2 separate regions of the Mus musculus genome follow, and region 2 is linked to region 1. A link is a contact called in public Hi-C data. All regions are on one chromosome and are shown on one strand. Each heading gives the region's core, a stretch centred on a gene start, on an enhancer-like site or on the middle of the called end of the contact. The rest is flanking DNA. Distances are from core to core; before and after follow the strand shown. Region 1 overlaps Ldb2 (LIM domain binding 2). Region 2 has its middle 62 kb from the start of Gm36076.

The links. Hi-C and Micro-C count contacts between places; a contact is called where the count stands out from the background.
Region 2: a Hi-C map of uterus shows a contact between it and region 1, with 2.2 times the contacts expected there. The contact joins two enhancer-like sites. A contact is called at or near these places in 2 of 484 Hi-C or Micro-C datasets (both in uterus), 2 of 115 datasets of contacts at active chromatin or transcription factors (embryonic stem cells and fibro-adipogenic progenitors) and 1 of 9 other capture datasets (adipose tissue).

What each region holds. Positions count from the first base shown.
Region 1 is chr5:44,592,223-44,594,922 of GRCm38.p6, forward strand. All of the region lies in intron 2 of Ldb2 (LIM domain binding 2), which reads right to left. Among named protein-coding and RNA genes, the nearest start is that of Gm40297, 160 kb to the left of the region's middle. Within about 2 kb of position 1,404, at least 51 of the 459 cell types and tissues checked have an H3K27ac peak or open chromatin away from gene starts, as enhancers often do. A contact at or near this core is called in uterus, where this site is marked.
Region 2 is chr5:44,862,165-44,864,864 of GRCm38.p6, forward strand. No RefSeq gene overlaps it. Among named protein-coding and RNA genes, the nearest start is that of Gm36076, 62 kb to the right of the region's middle. Within about 2 kb of position 1,372, at least 11 of the 459 cell types and tissues checked have an H3K27ac peak or open chromatin away from gene starts, as enhancers often do. A contact at or near this core is called in uterus, where this site is marked.

The DNA.
Region 1 (2,700 bases), core at 154-2,653:
TTACTGAAGTATGAGTCGTAAAGGGTATCAGAGATAATCTATATCTGAGAAACTTAGAAATAATAAACAGTTGGACTATAAGCACAGGGAGGATGCATGGGTGGTTGAATGCCTGCTGTGAAGCCAATAAGCGCTAGACACTAGACTGAGCCTGGAGCCTAAGGATTGTGGGGCCAGGATGGGGAACATGGATCTTGAGAACCAGAAATAGAGAGAGAGAGAGAGAGAGAGAGAGAGAGAGAGAGAGAGAGAGAGAGAGAGAGAGAGAGAGAGAAAGGGAGGGAGGGAGAGAGAGAGAGGGAGAGAGAAAGGGAGGGAGGGAGAGAGGGGGGGAGGGAGGGAGGGAGGGAGGGAGGGAGAAGGGGGAGGGAGGGAGGGAGAGAGAGGGGGGGAGGGAGGGAGGGAGGGAGGGAGAGAGAGAGAGATGCTTACTATCAGGACCTCAGAAGGGTCTCTACTTCAAACACTTCCCAGGCACCCAGACAAACATGGTCTAGCTCTCATACCCACCTCACCCTTTAGGCTCTGTCAAAGGAGACAGCAGCTGTATTGTGGAAGTGGGGTAGGAAGGAGGTGAGCCAAGAGGAGCAGGAAGAACAGAGCTGTGGGTGCTTCCCCTCACACAGCCTCCACCCTGAGTTGGGCCTGGACCGTACAGCAGACTGGCTCTCCATCAATTCAGGCTTTGGCCGTGCCACAGCAGCAGATAGTCTAGTAACTTCACAGAGACCCATGCTTGAAATTTCAGAGGCTGGAGGCTGGCTGAGAATGGGAAAACAGATGTGGATAGCATTATTCTGGGACACTGAGGTAGGATAGGAGGGGACACAGGGTTGCAATAGTAGCCCAGAAATGAGGTAGCTACTTGGAGCTTTCAACTGTAATGTTATACAGACAAACTATAGTAGCTATAACTAACAGTTCCAACCAAGATGACTGCATTTTGGAATAGGGTGAGTCCTAATTTCACAGGAGCATCCTTATAAATGGAAAGAGAGGGAAGAGCACAGGGAAGAGGGTCTTGTGAAGACAGCGGGGGCACTCACAGTGAAACAGTAAGAGACCAAGGCACGCCAAACCTGTCCGCAACCTGCATCAGAAGCTGACAGAGAATCACCGGACAGAGTTTCCCCGCAGAAGCCCGGAAGGGCTGAACCTATCCTATTGGCATCTCGCTTTTAATCTTCTGGCCTCTCGAATTGGAAGGGAGTTGGTTCCTTTGACTTTATGCAACCAAGGTTTTGGCAGTATGTTTTAGCACCCGACCATAAAGAAAACAACCCAGGTACGAGTGGAGATAGCCATCAATGAAACAAGGCAGTGTTCTATCGCAACCTCCACTACGAGCCTGTGCTGAACAGTACCATACGGGTGCTTTTCCTTTGCCTCTTCCGGCTCATACGGAGAAATAATGAGGCAACGAAACTTCACTAAGTCCAGCTGTGGCCTGGGATGCTGCTCAGGGGTAGAGCCAGAAGGCAAGTGAAACAGCATGGAGAGGAGAGGTAAACTCCTGGGCCTGTAGCTGTTCTCCTAGCTGCAGCCCCACGAGTTTTTTTCTCAGCCTCCGGAAAGAGCCAGGCTGCTGCAGCAGACAGAATAAATATAAATGAAAGCGGCTTCCTACCATTTCAAGAAACCCTTCTCTGCTGATTCCCTGAGCCTTGCCTCCTGTTAGGAGAAAAAAAATCAAGTATCTGAGGACTTCTGTCTTCGCGGACGCCTTCTGAAGCTCTGGCTCCGTGCTGTCTGTGGCTCCCTCCCGTTACCTACTGTTGGGGAACCGTTTTTATGGAGACAGGCCCTTGGGGAGAAAATTGTACAATGTTTTGCCAAATCCAAAACATGGAGAGCTCCAGGGCACTCAAAGAGCAAAACCCTGGACAGAGGCCAGCCCAAGAGCAATGCTGGCATCTCCCCCTCACTGGATTTTGACAAAAGAGGCAGTAGTTGTTTTCTAACAGAGTTTCATTGTCTTTCTCTCTCTCTTTCTTTCTTTCTTTCTTTCTTTCTTTCTTTCTTTCTTTCTTTCTTTCTTTCTTTCCTTCTCTCTCTCTGTCTCTGTCTGTCTGTCTGTCTGTCTGTCTGTCTCTCCTTCCATCTCGCTCCATTCCTTCCCCCCTCTCTCTTTCTTCCTTCCTTTCAGTATGTGGTGGTAATGGAAGCCCCCCCACCCACCCAAAAAGGACCTTATTCCATCTACATTGTGTGGTTGGGAAGCTTCCTTTGGGATGCAGAAGTGATGGAGAAAGAAGGCATACGGGAGCTTCATGAACACTGGGTTAATCTGCTGAACACTATGTCTACCTGCTGGGTAAGCATTGTCATTACATAGTACCTGTGAATGTCAAGGCATAAGAAAAACACGGAGAAGGTGACAGAAAAGTTAAATGACCCCCAGAAATGGGGAAATCACCTGCATCATATCTCAGAACTCTACCAGCTCTAGCACTGGTCCTGACGAATGTCTTTAAGGGATCTGCAATGCGTGTGCACCACACCCCTGGCTTTCCCAGTGCTGGTGCTGCTAGGCGAGGAAGAGTAGTAAGACAGTGACAGCTCTCTTGCCAGGAGCCAAACCTTGAGCTACATTTCTAATCTGTTCTGTCTCAGGTTGCCTTTCAGATGTGAGAGAGGCCACACTCTGCTCTTGAAAAGACTAATGTCACTGTTATGAAGAAACTGAGGGAGCCTCTCAAT
Region 2 (2,700 bases), core at 122-2,621, 270 kb after region 1:
TGTGGTTATCAGGCATGACTAATGGACTGAGATGAAAAGGCTATCCTGGATGATCAGATTGGCTTAACATATTCTGTTGCCAGTGATGTCTTTTTGTATTTGTTGTTTGAAGTAAAATCACACTCTGTAGACTGGGCTGGCTTAACCTGACTCTGTAGCCCAGATTGGTCCATCCTCCTAAATTAATATGATAAACACATGCCGCATCACAAGGCCCAGACCATAGTGTCCTTATGGGAGGTAGATTGAGACTTCATGGCTGAAGAGGAAAAGGTGATACAACTATAGGAATCCTAGGAGAGATGGAGAAACTGGAAGATGATCCATGGCTGGCTTTGAGGATGGAGGGACAATCATGGATCAGAGACTATAGAAACTCACTAGGAGCTGGGAAAAGCAAGTGAATGGATTCCCCCTTAGGCGTATGAGGAGCCAACCCTGCTGGTATCTCAACCACGTCTTTCAGACAGTATCACACTTCCAGAGCTTCTAGAACAATAAATCTGTGTAAGCCATGATAGTGAGTTAGTGTCAGTTCATTATAGTAGCAAATGGAAATTAATATTTAGTACTCAAAATGGCAATCAGTCCTCCCACTTCTGAGTTGGAAGTGGTTAGATCAAGGGTTTAAGGTTAGATTTGATGACATAGTGAGCTAAGGCCAGCCTTGTCTGTGGGAGAACCTGTTTCAAAAACTAAACCAAAAAAAAAAAAAAAAAACCCAAATAATTCAAACAAGCAAACAAACAAACAAACAAATGAACAGTAGGGCAGCAGCAACAAATACCAGTGAAAACTGTTTACAAAAAGAACATAAGCAAAAATGTAAAATGTTAACATCTTTACAAAAAGATCCATGGACCCTATTAACCATTGTTAATAAGCTAAAGTATTTCCTTTTGGTATTTAACTCTAAGAATTCTCAAACACAGTGAGAGCACAGTGGGGATTTCTTTACCTGGCATTGAAGAAACTGGCAAAAGCATTCTCAGGAAACAGTCCAAATAATGAACCACTCCCTTAAAATGTCAACAGTTCAACATTTTAATCCTTTTTTCCCCAAAAGATCTTGGATGCCCATGTTTCTTCCTGTAAAGACTGGACCTCTAGTACTTTGTTTTTAATTAGAATTAAAATTGTTATTTGAGAATTGATACATTTATACGATGAAATATTATATTCATCCCCATATCTCTCCTCCAATTCTCCCCATCACCTCACATATCCTTCTCCAGTTTTAATGTCTTTCATTTTACTTTAACAACCCACCAAGTCCAGTTAGAGCTGCCCACATGTGCATGGGTAAGGAGCATCCAAAAGTGTGGGTATCCTCCCAGAGGAATTGCCTCACAGTTACTTCCTCCCCCAGCAACTCTCAGCTGCCACCAGCTCCACGCATAGGCGAGGAGCCTGGAGAACACCTCCTCCATCTAGGTCAGCATTCTGACTGGCTTGATCTTGTGGGAGCAGTCACAAATGACATGGAATTCATAAATGCAAGGGCCACGTCATGTCCAGAAAACAGCATTTTACAGCTCATTCTCATCTGCTCTGACCTTTTCTCTCTCCTCTTCAGAAACATTCCCTGAGCGGATAGAATAGTGGGTAGTAGCCCTGCCTGTTTAACCTTCTTCATTGTCTCTTCCCCCACTTCTTTCTTCTTTCCCATCTCTCCTTCTCTCCCTCCATTTCTCCATCCCTCTCCCTCTTTTTCTTCTCCACTTTCCTTTTTTCTTTAAGGCTGTAACCGAGGCTCTTAAACGTGCCTGGATAAAATAGGACCCAGGAATTCAAACCCCTTCCAGCACACAGAGATGTTGATCTCAGACTGCTAACATATTTCAAACTCCCCTGAAGTTCTCTGGTGTCTGAATCCCGCAGGCAGATTATTCTAATTGCCTCTCTCCTACTCTCTGGATGGCTGGGTCACCTCCACCCACTGCTTCTCCTCCTGCTTGCAGCAAGCTCTGGCCTTTTAAAATTGCTGCTTCTAATGTGCTACCAAAATAGGGAATCAGAAAACTAAGCTTGTAACAATAGCTTCTGAAAGAAGAGCTAAGCTTCCTAAGTGGTTTTCTTGTGTGTAGCTCTTGGGGACATGTGCATTTATTTATTTGTGTGTATGTGTGTGTGTGTGTGTGTGTGTGTGTGTGTGTGCATGTCAACTGGGGATATGGCTGCTGGATCAGTTGCCTAGTTATCAGTTTTTGATCTTTTTATTTCTTTGTCTGTCCAGCTATAAATTCTATAGGCAGTTGTATTCTACCAATATAGATTTTAAACAGGCTTGATTTCTTGTGTACCTACTGTGAGTTGGACACTGTAAGCTCTACCCCACATGGGGTCTTGGCTGGCATAGTGCATTCTATAGAACGCATGGCACCTCATCTTCCACTCAAATTTGTGAAATGAAATACCTGAATCTTGCTGTTCACTGAGCCCATCTCCCTCTGAGGCTGGGACAAAAGGGCAGGGAAGTCTCTGCTGATTCTCTGGAACACAAATGCTAACAAATGTGTCTTGTTAGTCTGCTGTCAGGGGCGAGATGTGTATCAGGAAGGCTGTGTGTCTGAAGACACTAGAATAATTCCCTTCTAATAAGTTTCCATCTTACCGAGAAGCTGAAATGCTGCCAGGAGCCTTCTAAGAGGTCGGCTCACAGCATTGGAGTGTGGGATTAGATGTGTCTACATTTCTGAG